2 separate regions of the Pan troglodytes genome follow, and region 1 is linked to region 2. A link is a contact called in public Hi-C data. All regions are on one chromosome and are shown on one strand. Each heading gives the region's core, a stretch centred on a gene start, on an enhancer-like site or on the middle of the called end of the contact. The rest is flanking DNA. Distances are from core to core; before and after follow the strand shown. Region 1 holds the start of TP53INP2 (tumor protein p53 inducible nuclear protein 2). Region 2 holds the start of MAP1LC3A (microtubule associated protein 1 light chain 3 alpha).

Region 1 (6,647 bases), core at 2,142-4,641, 140 kb after region 2:
TGGGTACCTCTGACTCTACAGAGAAATGGAAGACTGAGATCTGACTTAGCAGCCTAGAAAGACTTAGCAGCCTAGAAATGGGGTTCAGCTAATTCTGGGAACAGAGTCCGGTCACTTAAGGTACCAGAGTGTAGCCAAGAGCCCCCTTTTCTGGGCTTGGGGAACCAGAACCATGTGTTCAACAGACCATTGCCACACAGGGTAGAGAGTGCAGGTGTATACTCCTGAACCAGCCACCCTTCTTTTTTTTTTTTTTTTTTTTGAGATGGAGTCTCACTCTGTCGCCCAGGCTGGAGTGCAGTGGCACGATCTCTGCTCACTGCAAGCTCCGCCTCCCGGGTTCACGCCATTCTCCTGCCTCAGCCTCCTGAGTAACTGGGACTACAGGCGCCCGCCACCACGCCTGGCTAATTTTTTGTATTTTTAGTAGAGGCGGGGTTTCACCGTGTTAGCCAGAATGGTTTCAATCTCCTGACCTCGTGATCCGCCCGCCTCAGCCTCCCAAAGTGCTGGGGTTACAGGCGTGAGCCACCGCGCCCAGCCCCCAGCCACCCTTCTTAAGCTTCAAGCTATAACTACTGAGCCTGTGATGAAAGTCTACTCTATGCCAGACCCCCACAAGCTGGGTGCGGGCAGTATAGGGACAAAGACTCTGCCCTTGGGATGCCAACCATTCACTTGAGAAGACACATACACATACAATGAGTCATCATCACTTACTGTTTATGGAACAAATAAATGTCCATCAAGGTAGCCATCAACTCGTGGGTAGGGACAAGGAAGGCTACCTAGAGGAAGAAAGGGTGAGTAGAATCTCTCCCTCTCTCTCTCTCTCTTTTTTAAGAGACAGGGTCTGGCTCTGTCATCCAAGCTGGAATGCAGTGGCTTGATCATAGCTCATTGTAACCTAAACCCAAGTGATCTTCTTATTTCAGCCTCCCTAAGCAGCTGGGACTACAGGTGCATGGCATCTGGCTAATTTTCTCATTTTTTGCAGATAAGTGGTCTCGCTATATTGGCCAGGCTGGTCTCAAACTCCTGGCCCCAAGCAATCCTCCTGCCTTGGCCTCCCAAAGTGCTGGGATTATGGGTGTGAGCCACCACACCTGGCCAAGTAGAATCTTGAAGACAGGAAAGATCTGGATTTCAGAAAGTTCTGAAGAAGGCATTCCAGGCAGGGGAAACAGCTTGAGCAAAAGGGTGGAGGTGGGAGAGTGCTGTAGAGTCAACAAGGAGTTTAACTTTAGCACAAGATGCGTGTAGGAGAAGGGGAGGTGAAGCTGGAGAGAACTGGGGCCGGAGCATGGGGGGCATGAGTTCTGTGTTAGGAGTGTGGGGCTTTAGGAGCCACATCAGGTTTTAGAACAAACAAGTGGCTTGACAGGAGAGACGTGTTAGGGATTATTTAATTAAAGTCAGCAAGTAGGTCTGAAAGGGTATGAGGTTAGCAGGAAGTGGCTGTGATGGGCAGAGGCTCAGAGTTGCATGGAATGAGGACACTTTGGGTATAACACTCCAAGGGCCACAATGCCACTCCCCTCTCCACCCCTCAACCTTGGGTTATTTTTTTCTGGCTTCTTCCCCTGTCGCTAGGGTTAAGGAGTCCCTTGGGGGTTTCAGATGAGGCTGGGATAGAGTTTTATCACTAGAGTGCCGGGTGCGGTGGCTCACGCCTGTAATCCCAGCACTTTGGGAGGCCGAGGCAGGCAGATCACAAGGTCAGGAGACCGAGACCATCCTGGCTAACACTAAACATACAAAAATACAAAAAATACAAAAAATTAGCCAGGCGTGGTGGCAGGCGCCTGTAGTCCCAGCTACTCGGGAGGCTGAGGCAGGAGAATGGCGTGAACCCGGGAGGCGGAGCTTGCAGTGAGCCGAGATCGCGCCACTGCACTGCAGCCTGGGCAACAGAGCAAGACTCTGTCTCAAAAAAAAAAAAAAAAAAAGTTTTATCACTAGAGCATTAACCTCTGGCCTAGGTCACCTCCGGCCTCCTTTTGGGCTAGGTGGGCAGTTCTCGGACCCTCTCCCACCAGCCCTGCTCTGCTGACCTAGAACCTCTGGCCCTGGAGATTCTGATATGCGTATTTGTGGTCTCTTCTCGGGCATCTCCCAGGCCACTGGGAGAGCTGGGGCCTAGAGCGTGGGGTGGGTGGGATCCTGAGGGCAGAGAGTGTGGAAGAATCTTACAATGGCAGCTCTAGAGGGAAGCCTGGATATGTTTGTTTGACAAACTGAGACCCAGAGAGGTAACATGACTTGAGGTCACACAGCAAGTCTAGGGCACAGTCAGGACTGAAAGCCAGGACTCTGGGGAGGCTGAAGCGCCCTGAGGTTTAGACCATCTGGTTCATGTAGAGAATGGAGAGGGTCAGGGCTGGGAGCTATGGGTTCAAATCCTGGCTCTGCCATTGACTGTACTTTTGTGACCTAAGAAAGTCACTTGAGCTCTCTGAGTCTGTTTCCTCAACTGTAAAACGGGACAATATCTACCTTTTGGGTTGTTGTGAAGATAAAAAAACACACCCATAGCACAGGTCGTGGCACACAGTAAGTGTGCCAATACATGTCAGCTAGTGGTATGGTGGTGCAATAGTAGGTGCCTAATAAATGTTGAATGCATTGTTGAACATGAGTTCACACGCTAACAGTGAGATTGTGAGACTCAGCTTTCCCACGTGTAAATCAGGACTCATAATCAGTCCCTGTCCTGCCACTTCTTTACAGCCCCGGTAGCAACATAGATTAAATAAGGTATGTAAACGTTCAAGTGCAGAGCCGTCTCAGGTCAATGTTTACTCAGCCCAGGGCAATTCCTCTCCAAGTCCTACTCTGCGAAATTTCACGTCAGCTTCACTAACTTCTCTACATTCCCAGATGCTCCCCGGGAACCGGGGGTTGGGGATGTCCCTCTTTTCTCAAGCCCGCCGAGCTGAGGAAAAACGGGGTGGGAAAGCAGAAAGTGTGTAAGGCTGAGGAGGTGAGCCAGAGGAGGGAGGGAGAGCAGGAATAAGGGCAGTGGGGAGAATGGAGGTGCACGGACGTGGTGTGGGTCAAGAACAGGGTCCGCATCGGGGGACTTGGATATAGGATGCAGTGAAAGGATTTGGGGAGCAGTGGGAGAGGTGAGGGCGCTGCGATCCGGGAAGAATCAGGAAAATAAGGAGCCGGTAGGAGGGAGTGGAGATCCTCCTCGCGGAGAGCTCGCCGCGGCGCAGGGCTCCCAGCTCCCCGCAGCTGCCTCCCCGAACACTCACCCTCCCGGTTCCGAGAACGTTTCCCGGCCCGAGCGCCCGGCCCGCAAACCGGGAGGGGAGGGGAGGGGAGGGGCAGGGGGGCATCCGCAGCCCGGGATTGGCCGCCGCCCCGCCAGCCGGTGACGCGAGGCGGGCGGGCCCCTTTGTGACGTCACAATCAGCTGTTTGAACGTTCCAATTTGTGCCGTGAGCCCCGCCGCAGCGGCCGCACAGACTCAAAGCCCCGCGGGCGAGCTCAGCAGCCCGGAGCGACCGCGGCCCCGCCGCCTCCCCCGCGAGTCCCGGCGATGCGGCCCGGCCTGTGAGCGGCCGGCGACCCTGGGACGCCCCGCCGCACAACTACCTCAACGCCGCGCCGCCCCCCTCCCGCCCCCAGGTGAGTCCCGACCCGGGTGGGCCTGGGGGCTCCCCTGCCACGGACACGCCCTGCGCCCCCCGCGCCCGGGCCTTTGTCTGTCTCCGCCGGCGGCCGCCGGGGCCGCGTTCCCGGCTCCCGATTGGTTGCCGCACGCCCGGTAGACCATGACGTCGTTCTATTTGCATATGACATTGAGACGTCACCAAGGCCGGCACCGCCCCCACAGGCTCGGGTCGCTTGTCCTCCCGTGACCCGGTAGCCGCTGTGTCGGGGCTGGGCCCTGGGTGAGACGCTGCAATCCAAAGGGGGCTGCAGGGGGATCGGCGATTTCCTAGGCTTATCCAGGGGCTGGGGTCAGGCCTCTGATCCCCTACTTTCTCTTTGCAACCTGAGAAGGAGTCAGACGGCGCTGCTGGGCCTAGGTTGAGGGGGTCGTCAGGAGTTCAGGGCTGCATGGGACTCCAGGTGGTTGGGACAGCACCAGATGGTGGTGGGATCCCCTCCCTCCGGCTCCAGACTCCGCCCCCAGGGACTAACAGAATAACATCCTCCTAATCCCTGATTTGTGTGCAGCGCCTTAGCTGATGTCACTCCCAGACCCAAAATGAAGGGTCTTAGACCCCAGTGCATGGAAGGGGCAACAGGCCCAGAGAGGAGGATTAGCTCTCTCGAGGTCACATAACCAATTAGAGTCATGCTCACTGAGTGACAGATGGATTATTAGCCAGGGGCAAAGACATAATAGGGGCTCAGTACAAGTGGTAAGATACACATCCTCCTTCCACTGGGGACCCGATCTTGGGCTCAGCCTTATCACGGTTTGATAGGCTCCTAGGTGTCCTTACTCCTGGACCTTTTTCCAGGGAATCTCTGGAGATTGGTTCACCTTTTGTGGTCCTGACCCCTTCTGTCCTCACTGTACCTTGAAGTCCTAGAGTCCAATAAAATCGCTGCCTCCCAGCTGTTTGGATCACAGAGAGGTGAGTCATTGGCTGCCTCGGGGTGTCTCCAGGGCTGATGTTGGGGTGGAGGGTGGGGTGAGGGTTCCCTCTATTGGCCCTTTACCTTCTCAACTTCCTAGGTTGTCAGCTAGGAAGGGCCTGACCTGGCCTAGTGCAGACAATTGCAGGTGTTTTGCTGCTCCCTCGTCACCTCTGCCCACAGAGAGTATAGGAGAAGGGATAGGATAAGGAGAGTTTCTGACTTAACAAGTGGATGGGCCTAGAGGCTGAACCAGGAACTCCATTCCTGCTGGGAGTTTGCTCAAGGATGGGCTGGGGGTAGGGGTGGCTTAGGGCACAAATGCTATTCTGGGCAGAGCTGCTGTAGTTATTAAAGGGAATGGTTCTCCCTGGAGCAGAACCGGGAATGTGAGAACCAGGAAGCTGGCAGGGCTGGGAAAGGAAATCTGGGAGGCTCCCCAAGTGGTCAGGAGAGGGGGCAGGCACTGGCTGGCTGGTGCTGCTTTCACTCCTGGCTGTCACCGACTTGCTGTGTGACCTCAGGCAGGGAGCTTTTCCCCTGAGCCTCCGTCCCCTAAACCTATCTGAAATTTGGGGAGGCACAGTGCAGGCTCTGGTACACAGTGGGTCTTCAGTAAATGCATGCTAAATCTTGGTGCCAGTAACCCCAGACCCTTTTGTAACTAGGCGAGGGGTGGTGTGGCTAGGTCAAGGTCTTTTCCACCTCCCTGTACCCCTGCATCATTGTATTCTTGGGGATTGTTTGCTGAGTCTTTCCTGACTGTGTACACTCTGGACTGGATGCACAGTAACGTGGGACTAGGTCTGCCCTGCCACTATCTAGCCATGTATTTTTGGATAGATTTATGTGTTCTTTCTGATCATCAGATTTTAAAATGGGCTGGGTGAATATGATGGTCCCTGAAACAGCTCTTAACTTCTCTTTCATATTCCATGAAGTAGTAGGTTCTTGGAAGGAGGATGTGCCTCATCAAGGCCTCGATATTCCCTTCCTTCAAGAGGGGCCAAACTTTCTGGGCTTTTGGTAATGGAGTCACTAGCTCCCTGTGGCTACAGATGGGTTGGGATACGTGAATTGTGCTGGGTGGACACTAGTTGGGGGTGGCCCCACCTTCTTAATCCCTGTAGATCTCCCACCCCCATCCCACCAGGGAAGCCAGCATCTTAAGCCTACTGTGAGTCTGCAGATGTGGAAATATTCTCAGGGTATGGAAGTGAGGTGATTCTGCAGCAAGTGTGAAAACATTTCTAGGGAATGGGGGAGGTAGCAATAAGCATGGCAATACTGCAGGTGGATTAGCAGAAAGAGGAGAAATGCCTTCAGGGAAGTCTGGACATGCCCCCAGGAAGTTCTACAGGAAGTGTGGAAACACCCTTAGAGAATGATGACAAGTGTCTCAGCAGCAAAACCGTTGAGCATCTTTAGGGAACAGGTGTGGAGAGTCAGTCAGGCTTCAGGTACTGGGGGAGTATGGCCAGCAGCCCCCAGCCAAGCTCTAGTCCTGAGGTAGGCTGGCATGGGGAGGGGGTAGATCTAGAGCTACCACCTTGGTGTTTCCATTTCTGCAGTAGGGGGCCTCCCTCTTCATCTTCACCCAGGGAAGGATTGGTTAAGGGCTTACCTCGGTCTGGGTCCAACCCTCAGTGCTCATCCTTAAGGGCCCCTGGAAACTGACAGCTCCCTCCCTCCATCATCACCTCCCACTGACCTGCTGTCTCCCTGAGCCCAAGCAACCTGATCTTCCTCCTACCCCTGGATGCTGCCCTTGAACAGGAGCCTGGGAAAAGGGGGTCAGAGGGGGGAGGGCCTGCCGGCATGCCATCTTTACACCTCATATGACAGACACAACCGAGGTGTGCCAAATCACATGGTAAGATGGTAGCAGTTCTATGGGATTTCTGCTGGCCAGTGCTTTTCAAACCACACAGGCTCCAGGAGTGGTTCTTAATCTCTGGGGTCAAAGATTGCTGTTTAGGAAATCATGATGAAAACCAAGGTCCTTTTTCCCAGAAAAATACACATGGACCATGACCCCTGGCCACCAA
Region 2 (7,352 bases), core at 3,961-6,460:
CCTAGGTGACAAGAGCAAAATTGCATCTCAAAAATAAAAAATAAATAAATGAAAAAGGTTTTTGGCCTGAAAAGGGGAGCCAAAAGATTCCAACTGGAGCACATTTTAGGGGAAGATCATGGGTTTGTTGTGCACAGGTCAAGTTTGAGATGTCTGTCAGACATTCAAGCAGACACATGAAGTAGAGGTCAGGCCACTGGATTCAGGGGCGATGGGGCAGGGGAGGGACTGGAGGGTGAGTCAGCCCTGCTGACTGTCAGGCAGGGGCAGAGCTCAGAGCTTGGGACTTGGGGCCCTCCTCCTCCACGCTGGCCTCAGCTCAGGGCTGAGTCTGACAAAAGACAGGTGTAATCACTTCCCAAGGCTGACCCAGTTCTTTGGCTGCTCTCAATGGGCCTGGTCACATTTAATCTTCTGTGGCACTGTGTGTGTGAGGTTTGTCCAGTTTGACACACAGCTCTGGATCAAAAGTCGGCAAACTAAGGCCCTCAGTTAAGTCTGTCTGTTTTGGCAAATAAAGTTTTATCCAGATCCAGCCAATCCCATTTAGGCTGTCTAAGGCCACTATAGCAGAACCAGGTGGCTGCCAGAGACCACGTGGCCTGCAAAGCCTAAAATATTTACTGTCTGGCCCTTTAAGGGAAACATTTGCCGACTCCTCTCCATCTTTCATTAAACAGGGTGTGGTTCTGTTATAGGAACACACAGCAAGCTATTGAATAAGACATTTAGGTGGTTCCCAACTTTTTGCTATTATGAAAATGTTACAATAAACATTCTTACCCTTGTTTCCCTGGGCTCCTGGGCACACACAGTGGAATTCCTGGTGTGTAGGAAAGACATGGGCATCTTCAGTTTGGGTCAATTTTGCCAAACTGCTCTCCAGTGTAGCTGAGGTCAGTTACACTCCCAGCAGCAGTGGAAAGAGCCCATCTTTCCACGTTCCTCTAAAGTTATTACCTATCAGGTGTCCTCAGCCTTCAGTAGTTACCAGTCTTTCACTGTGTGTAGATTCTCTTGGATTTCCTGGCTGTGAGTGACAGGTTTGCTCTTTTTTTGTCTTGGTGCCCTGGACCCCTGTACACTACTGAATTGTCTTTACTAGCCATTTGTTCCTGGCTTTTAAGAGAATATTTCATGTTTCACCACATAGTATAGTGTTTTACCTTTAAGTACATGTTTACTGTACGTTGGGGTTTTTTTTTGTTTGTTTGTTTGAGACAAACTCTCGCTCTGTCACCAGGCTGGAGTGCGGTGGCGTGATCTCAGTTCACTGCAACCTCCGCCTCCCAGGTTCAAGTGATTCTCCTGCCTCAGCCTCCCAAGTAGCTGGGACTACAGACACGTGCCACCATACCCAGCTAATTTTTTTGTATTTTGTACAAAATACAAAATTGTATTTTGTACAAAATACAAAATTGTATTTTGTAATTTTTGTATTTTGTATTTTTTGTATTTTTTTTTTTTTGGTAGAGATGGGGTTTCACCATATTGCCCAGGCTGGTCTACAACTCCTGGACTCAAGTGATCTGCCTGCCTTGGCCTCCCCAAGTGCTGTGATTACAGGTGTGGGCCACCACACCTGGCCTATTTTTTGTTGTTGTTGTTGTTTTTTGTTTGTTTTCAGCATTTTTTGTTTTTCTGAGAAAGGGCCTCTGTCACTCAAACGATCCTTCCTGAGTAGTTGGGACTATAGGTGTGTGCCACCAAAGCCAGCGAATTTTCTTTTTCTTTTTTTTTTTTGAGACAGAGTCTCACTCTTGTCACGCATGCTGGAGTGCAGTGGCATGATCTTGGCTCACTGAAACCTCTGCATCCCGGATTCAAGCAATTCTTGTGCGTTGGCCTCCCAAGTAGCTGAGATTACAGAATGCACCACCACACCCAGCTAACTTCTGTATTTTTAGTAGAGACAGGGTTTTGCCATGTTGGCCAGGCTGGTCTCGAACTCCTGGCCTCAAGTGATCTGCCCACCTCAGCCTCCCAAAGTGTTGGGATTACAGGCGTGAGCCACTGTGCCTGGCCTAATTTTCTCATTTTTGTGGAGACGGGGTCTCACTATGTGGCCCAGGCTGGTCTCAAACTTCTGGGCTCAAATGATTCTCCAACCTGGGCCTCCCAAAGTGCTAGGATTACACTATTACTCCTTAAATTTCTTTGAAACTCTGCTCATGGATTTTCTGTATTTATTATCTAAGTAAAACATCTATGTAATAAGGCTATAAATCTGATTTTTTTTTTTTTTTAAAGAAATGGATCTTATTTTGTCACCGAGGCTGGAATGCAGAGCTGCAATCACAGCTCACTGCAGCCTTGAACTCTTGGGCTCAAGCAATTCTCCAGTCTGGGCCCCCCAAAGTGCTGGGATTACAGGTATGAACCACCACACCTGGCCTGCTATGGCCCCCCTCCCAAGTTTTCTTTTTTTTTTTTTTTTTGATGGAGTCTCGCTCTGTCGCCCAGGCTGGAGTGCAGTGGCGCGATCTCCATTTACTGCAAGCTCCGCATCCCAGGTTCACGCCATTCTCCTACCTCAGCCTCCCGAGTAGCTGGAACTACAGGTGCCCGCCACCACGCCCAGCTAATTTTTTGTATTTTTAGTAGAGACAGGGTTTCACCATGTTAGCCAGGATGGTCTCGATCTCCTGACCTCGTGATCCGCCTGCCTTGGCCTCCCAAAGTGCTGGGATTACAGGCGTGAGCCACTGCGCCCGGCCACCAAGTTTTCTTAGTATATGTATCCTCATTTTTTGTTTGAACTAAATAATTTTTATTTATATATGACTTCATATTTAGAATAGGTTTAAATTTCCACACAGCTGGAGCTTACGCGGCTTTTGTCTGTGGCCCAAGAATATGGTTGAAACAGATTTGATATCTGTTGAGATTTGTCGTGCACCCTAGTAGTTGGGTCATTTTTGTAAATGTTCCTTGTGTGATTGAAAATAATGTGTTGGTCTCACACAGGTCTGAAATTTAAATTTTAAAAGTTAAAAAATTAACTCAGGTTTTCTATTGGGGTTCATTGATCTTGATTAGTAACTGTATTAACATCCTCTATGTCCTTTTTTTTTTGGTTGTTTGGTTTATTAGTTACTCAAAGAGGTCTTAAGTCTCCCTATGATGGAGGACTTGGCAATTTCTCCTTGTGTTCTTAATATATTTTCAGCCTCTTTTTTTTTTTTTTTCGAGACAGAGTCTCACTCTGTTGCCCAGGCTGGAGGGCAGTGGCGCAATCTCAGCTCACTGCAACCTCCGCCTAGCAGGTTCAAGCAATTATTGTGCCTCAGCCACCTGAGTAGTTGGGATGACAGGCGTGCACCACCACGCCCAGCTAGCTAATCTTTGTATTTTTAGTAGAGACAGAGTTTTGCCATGTTGGCCAGGCTGGTCTTGAATTCCCAGCCTCTAGTGATCCGCCCACCTTGGCCTCCCAAAGTGCTGGGATTACTGGCATGAGCCACTGCGTCTGGCCTATTTTCAGCCTTAAAAACAAAAACCCTGGAACATAGCAGTTCAGAACTTTCCTCTCTTCACAGAGTTCCTCCTTGCATCATTTCATGTTGATCCTCTTATCCCCAGTGTCTTCTGCCTGAAGGCCTATTTTGTCTGCGTTTTCTATACGTACATCTTTTGGTTAGTTTTTCTCTAGTACACCTTTTTCCATCGTTTTACTTTTTGGTGCCCTTAGGTTTTAAATGTCCTCTTGTAAATAGCATAGAGCTGCATCTTATTTTTTCTTGGCCAATCTGGTCATCTGTGTTTTAAGAGGTGAATGTAAACCACATTTTCTACCACTGGTTTTGTACTATATATTTACCATCCCTTTTACTTTGCTTCCTTTTTCTCCCTTCCATTATAGTTTTAATACCCATCACTACCCTTTTCTCTGCATTGGCAGTTATAGTTCCGTTTGTATTCTTTTGGTGATCCTCTTAAGTATCTGAAATACACATCTGACTTTACAAAGCCAGACAATGATCAGTCTCTTTATCCCCCTCTCAAATCGAACTTCCTAGAACACCTTAACTCTGATTGCCCTCTCAGTCTTCCATGTTCTTGTGTCTCATGCATCTTGTTTCTGTGGCCCACAAATTAATCATTATTATTCATATTGCATATTAAATGCTTGTTTAGATTCACTCACATGTTTACCAATTTGCTCACCATTTTTCCATCTAATTTCTTCCTTTTGGGTTCCATGTCCTTGTTACTAAACTACATTCTTTAAAAATTATTTCGGCGGCCAGGCGTGGTGGCTCACACCTGTAATCCCAGCACTTTGGGAGGCCGAGGCGAGTGGATCACGAGGTCAGGAGATCGAGACCATCCTGGCCAACATGGTGAAACTCCATCTCTACTAAAAATACAAAAATTAGCTGGGCGTGGTGGCAGGCGCCTGTAATCCCAGCTACTCAGGAGGCTGACTGAGGCAGGAGAATCGCTTGAACCCGGGAGGCAGAGGTTGCAGTGAGCTGAGATCGCACCACTGCACTCCAGCCTGGCAATAGAACGAGACTTCGTCCCCCTCCCCACCCCCAAAAAAATGTTGATCTTCGGTCTGCGCATTCTGCTCTGGATTTTAAGCATCATTTCTGGCAGCTCTTCTTCAGGAACTGTCTGCAGGTCTTTCAGTGTTCGCCTCTGGAGCTCTGCTCGGGCCCGCGAGTTCTCCTGGTGTTGCCATCCGTGGCCTTTTCCTTTTTATTCTCCATCACCTGTCTCTCTGGTGAGCTGCTTCCGATCAGCCTCCAGGTCCACGATTTCTCTTCTGTTGTCCTTTTCTGCCTTCTCACCTCATCCTCTGAGACCTGAATTTCGATGGCTCTACTTTTCAATTATATTATTCTTTTTCAAACCTGGGCGTTCATTTCTAGCATCTTGTTCTATCCTGTGTCTGACTATGCCTCCCGCACCTTCTCCCTTCTCTCGCCCTAAGCCCCGTGAAGGCGCCGGGCCTTTGGCTCCGGCTGTTTCCCACGGCGCCCAGAACCGCGTCAGTCTTGACACAGACTCGGTGAGGGCGGGAAGTGATGCCGTGGGGCTGCAGCCTGGCCCGCCCGCTCCATCGGCCCAGGGCGGCCCCACCGCCCTCCGGGCCTTACCTTGAGTTCGGGCCGCGGGAGAAGCTCCCGCGCTGCCCATGACGTCACGGGGCTGTGACGCGCCCAGAAGCCCCGCCCCTCGCGTCCCGGTCCGCGGACCCAGGCTCTCTGCGCCGTGACGTCACGGGTCCGGGCGGGCGGGTTGTGCGTCGGCCCAATGGGAGCGGCGCACTGGCCTCCCCTTTAAGGAATGTTGTGACCTGACGTCACCGGGCGAGTTACCTCCCGCAGCCGCAGCCGCCGTGCTCAGCGCGAGCCCCGGAGCCCTTGAGCGCGAGGCACGGAGCCCCCGGAGCCCCCAAACCGCAGACACATCCCCGCGCCCCAGAGCCCCGGCCTGCGCGCCCAGCCGGGCCCGCGCGATGCCCTCAGACCGGCCTTTCAAGCAGCGGCGAAGCTTCGGTGAGGCCCGGCAGGCGGGCTGCGAGCTCTGGGCAGGGGTGCCGGGGGGGGGGGGCGCCGGCCGACCCCGACTGCCGCAGGTGACGTCAGCCCCGTGACGTCAGGCTCTGGCTGGACCCTCGGGCTGGGACCAGCTCCGGCCTGGGCGGGGGCTGCCCGCTTCCCCACCGCGATAGGTGCCAGGGGCTGTGGGGCCTGATGGCCCCGGGGGCGGGGGCTGGAGCTGGGGCGTGGCCGGGGGCCGCCCCTCGGGGACAGGCGGGGCGGACCTGGGCCGGGCCCGACCCGGCCTCACGGTCTGGCCGCTGTCCGCAGCCGACCGCTGTAAGGAGGTACAGCAGATCCGCGACCAGCACCCCAGCAAAATCCCGGTGAGTCCCGCGCCCCCAGCCCTGCCCCGCCCCCGCCTCGCGCGTCCCCGACACGACCCCCTGCCCGCCCGCCCTGCTCCCAGGTGATCATCGAGCGCTACAAGGGTGAGAAGCAGCTGCCCGTCCTGGACAAGACCAAGTTTTTGGTCCCGGACCATGTCAACATGAGCGAGTTGGTCAAGATCATCCGGTGCGTGGGCAGCTGCCGCCAGGAGGTGGCTAGGGTCGGGAGGGGAGCCGGGTTCCCGCCGAGAAGGGGTGGGAGTGGGGTCAGGGGTGATGGGACTGGGCGGTGGGCCCCTGTTCTGGGGCGGCTGGAAAGGTCAAGGTCGGGGCTGCAGTCGGTGTTGGGTCAGAGGTGACAGCTGGGGTGAGAATGGGTGTGAAAGGCTGGGAATCATTCTGGGGGTCAGGGCTATGTCCGTCCCGCAGCCAAGCCCCTCACAGCTGCATACTCTCCCGCCGGCTGCAGGCGCCGCCTGCAGCTGAACCCCACGCAGGCCTTCTTCCTGCTGGTGAACCAGCACAGCATGGTGAGTGTGTCCACGCCCATCGCGGACATCTACGAGCAGGAGAAAGACGAGGACGGCTTCCTCTACATGGTCTACGCCTCCCAGGAAACCTTCGGCTTCTGAGCCAGCAGTAGGGGGGGTCGGCCTGGTAGTCGGGGGGCCCCGGTCAGGCCCTGCCCAGGGAGCTCCTGGTTCCTGAACTGAGCTGCCTCTACCATGGTGGGCTGGGCAGGCATGTGCCCCCCTAGTCAGAGGGCACCAACCCACCTACTCTGCCCCTGGGTGGATCCTGGGCCGGTCATGTTAGGGTTGTCCCTCTGGGTGCTGGCTGGTGGGATGGGGGAGGGTGGGGAGCAGCTCCCAGCACCCCTGCTGTGTGGTTCATCTTTTTTTTAGGCCCCTGCCTGTCTGCCCATCTGCCCCTCACCCACCCGAGGCTCTGCCCACTGCCTGGACCTGCCCACCCCTGAAAGACTGGCCCCTGGCTCCCCGCCCCTCGGTCTCCACGTGGTGTATGGATCTGTGGTCATTGTCCCTCTGCAGAATAAAGATTGCTCAGGCCTGCCTGGCCCTGTGCCTCCAGCCGCTTGCTTGGGAGTCGGGAGGGTGCTGGTGGGGCTGCCCGCACCATCCCCGGGCTCTGGCGCACAGACTTGTGTTCTGTGGCCGCGGTGCTCGCTCTGGAAACCCACACCTGTGTGTAGTGTTCCAGAACATTATTAGGGGCCACCCCCTCTAGGAGTGCAATGCAGATGTGGTCTCAGGGTAGACTTCATAACAAAAAACAAACATTTATTAAGTAGCCACAATCTAACAAGCCCTGCTCACCTGCCTCTTCTCCTTCCTGTCTGGGAGGGGGCTCCTTGGTGTGCAGAGCCACAAAGTGGGGGTCCAAGTTGGGGAGCTCCCAGTTCTTCCCCATAGGCCTTGCTGTCAGCCATGGGTCCCTTTTGGTACCAGAG

What was found. A called contact is a pair of places that touch in the nucleus more often than the background predicts.
Region 1: a contact with region 2 is called in a Hi-C map of induced pluripotent stem cells, with 2.4 times the contacts expected there. The contact joins the promoter of TP53INP2 here to the promoter of MAP1LC3A in region 2. A contact is called at or near these places in 2 of 7 Hi-C or Micro-C datasets (both in induced pluripotent stem cells) and 1 of 1 datasets of contacts at active chromatin or transcription factors (stem cell-derived excitatory neurons).

Annotation. Positions count from the first base shown.
Region 1 is chr21:40,938,556-40,945,202 of NHGRI_mPanTro3-v2.0_pri, forward strand. TP53INP2 (tumor protein p53 inducible nuclear protein 2) reads left to right here and starts at 3,392. Exons shown (of 5, transcript XM_001160082.6): 1 at 3,392-3,636; 2 at 4,482-4,598.
Region 2 is chr21:40,793,233-40,800,584 of NHGRI_mPanTro3-v2.0_pri, forward strand. MAP1LC3A (microtubule associated protein 1 light chain 3 alpha) reads left to right here and starts at 5,211. Exons shown (of 4, transcript XM_001159668.6): 1 at 5,211-5,507; 2 at 5,823-5,878; 3 at 5,962-6,068; 4 at 6,351-6,960. The coding sequence starts at 5,468. The coding sequence ends at 6,513. PIGU (phosphatidylinositol glycan anchor biosynthesis class U) reads right to left here. Exons shown (of 12, transcript NM_001280440.1): 12 at 7,166-7,352.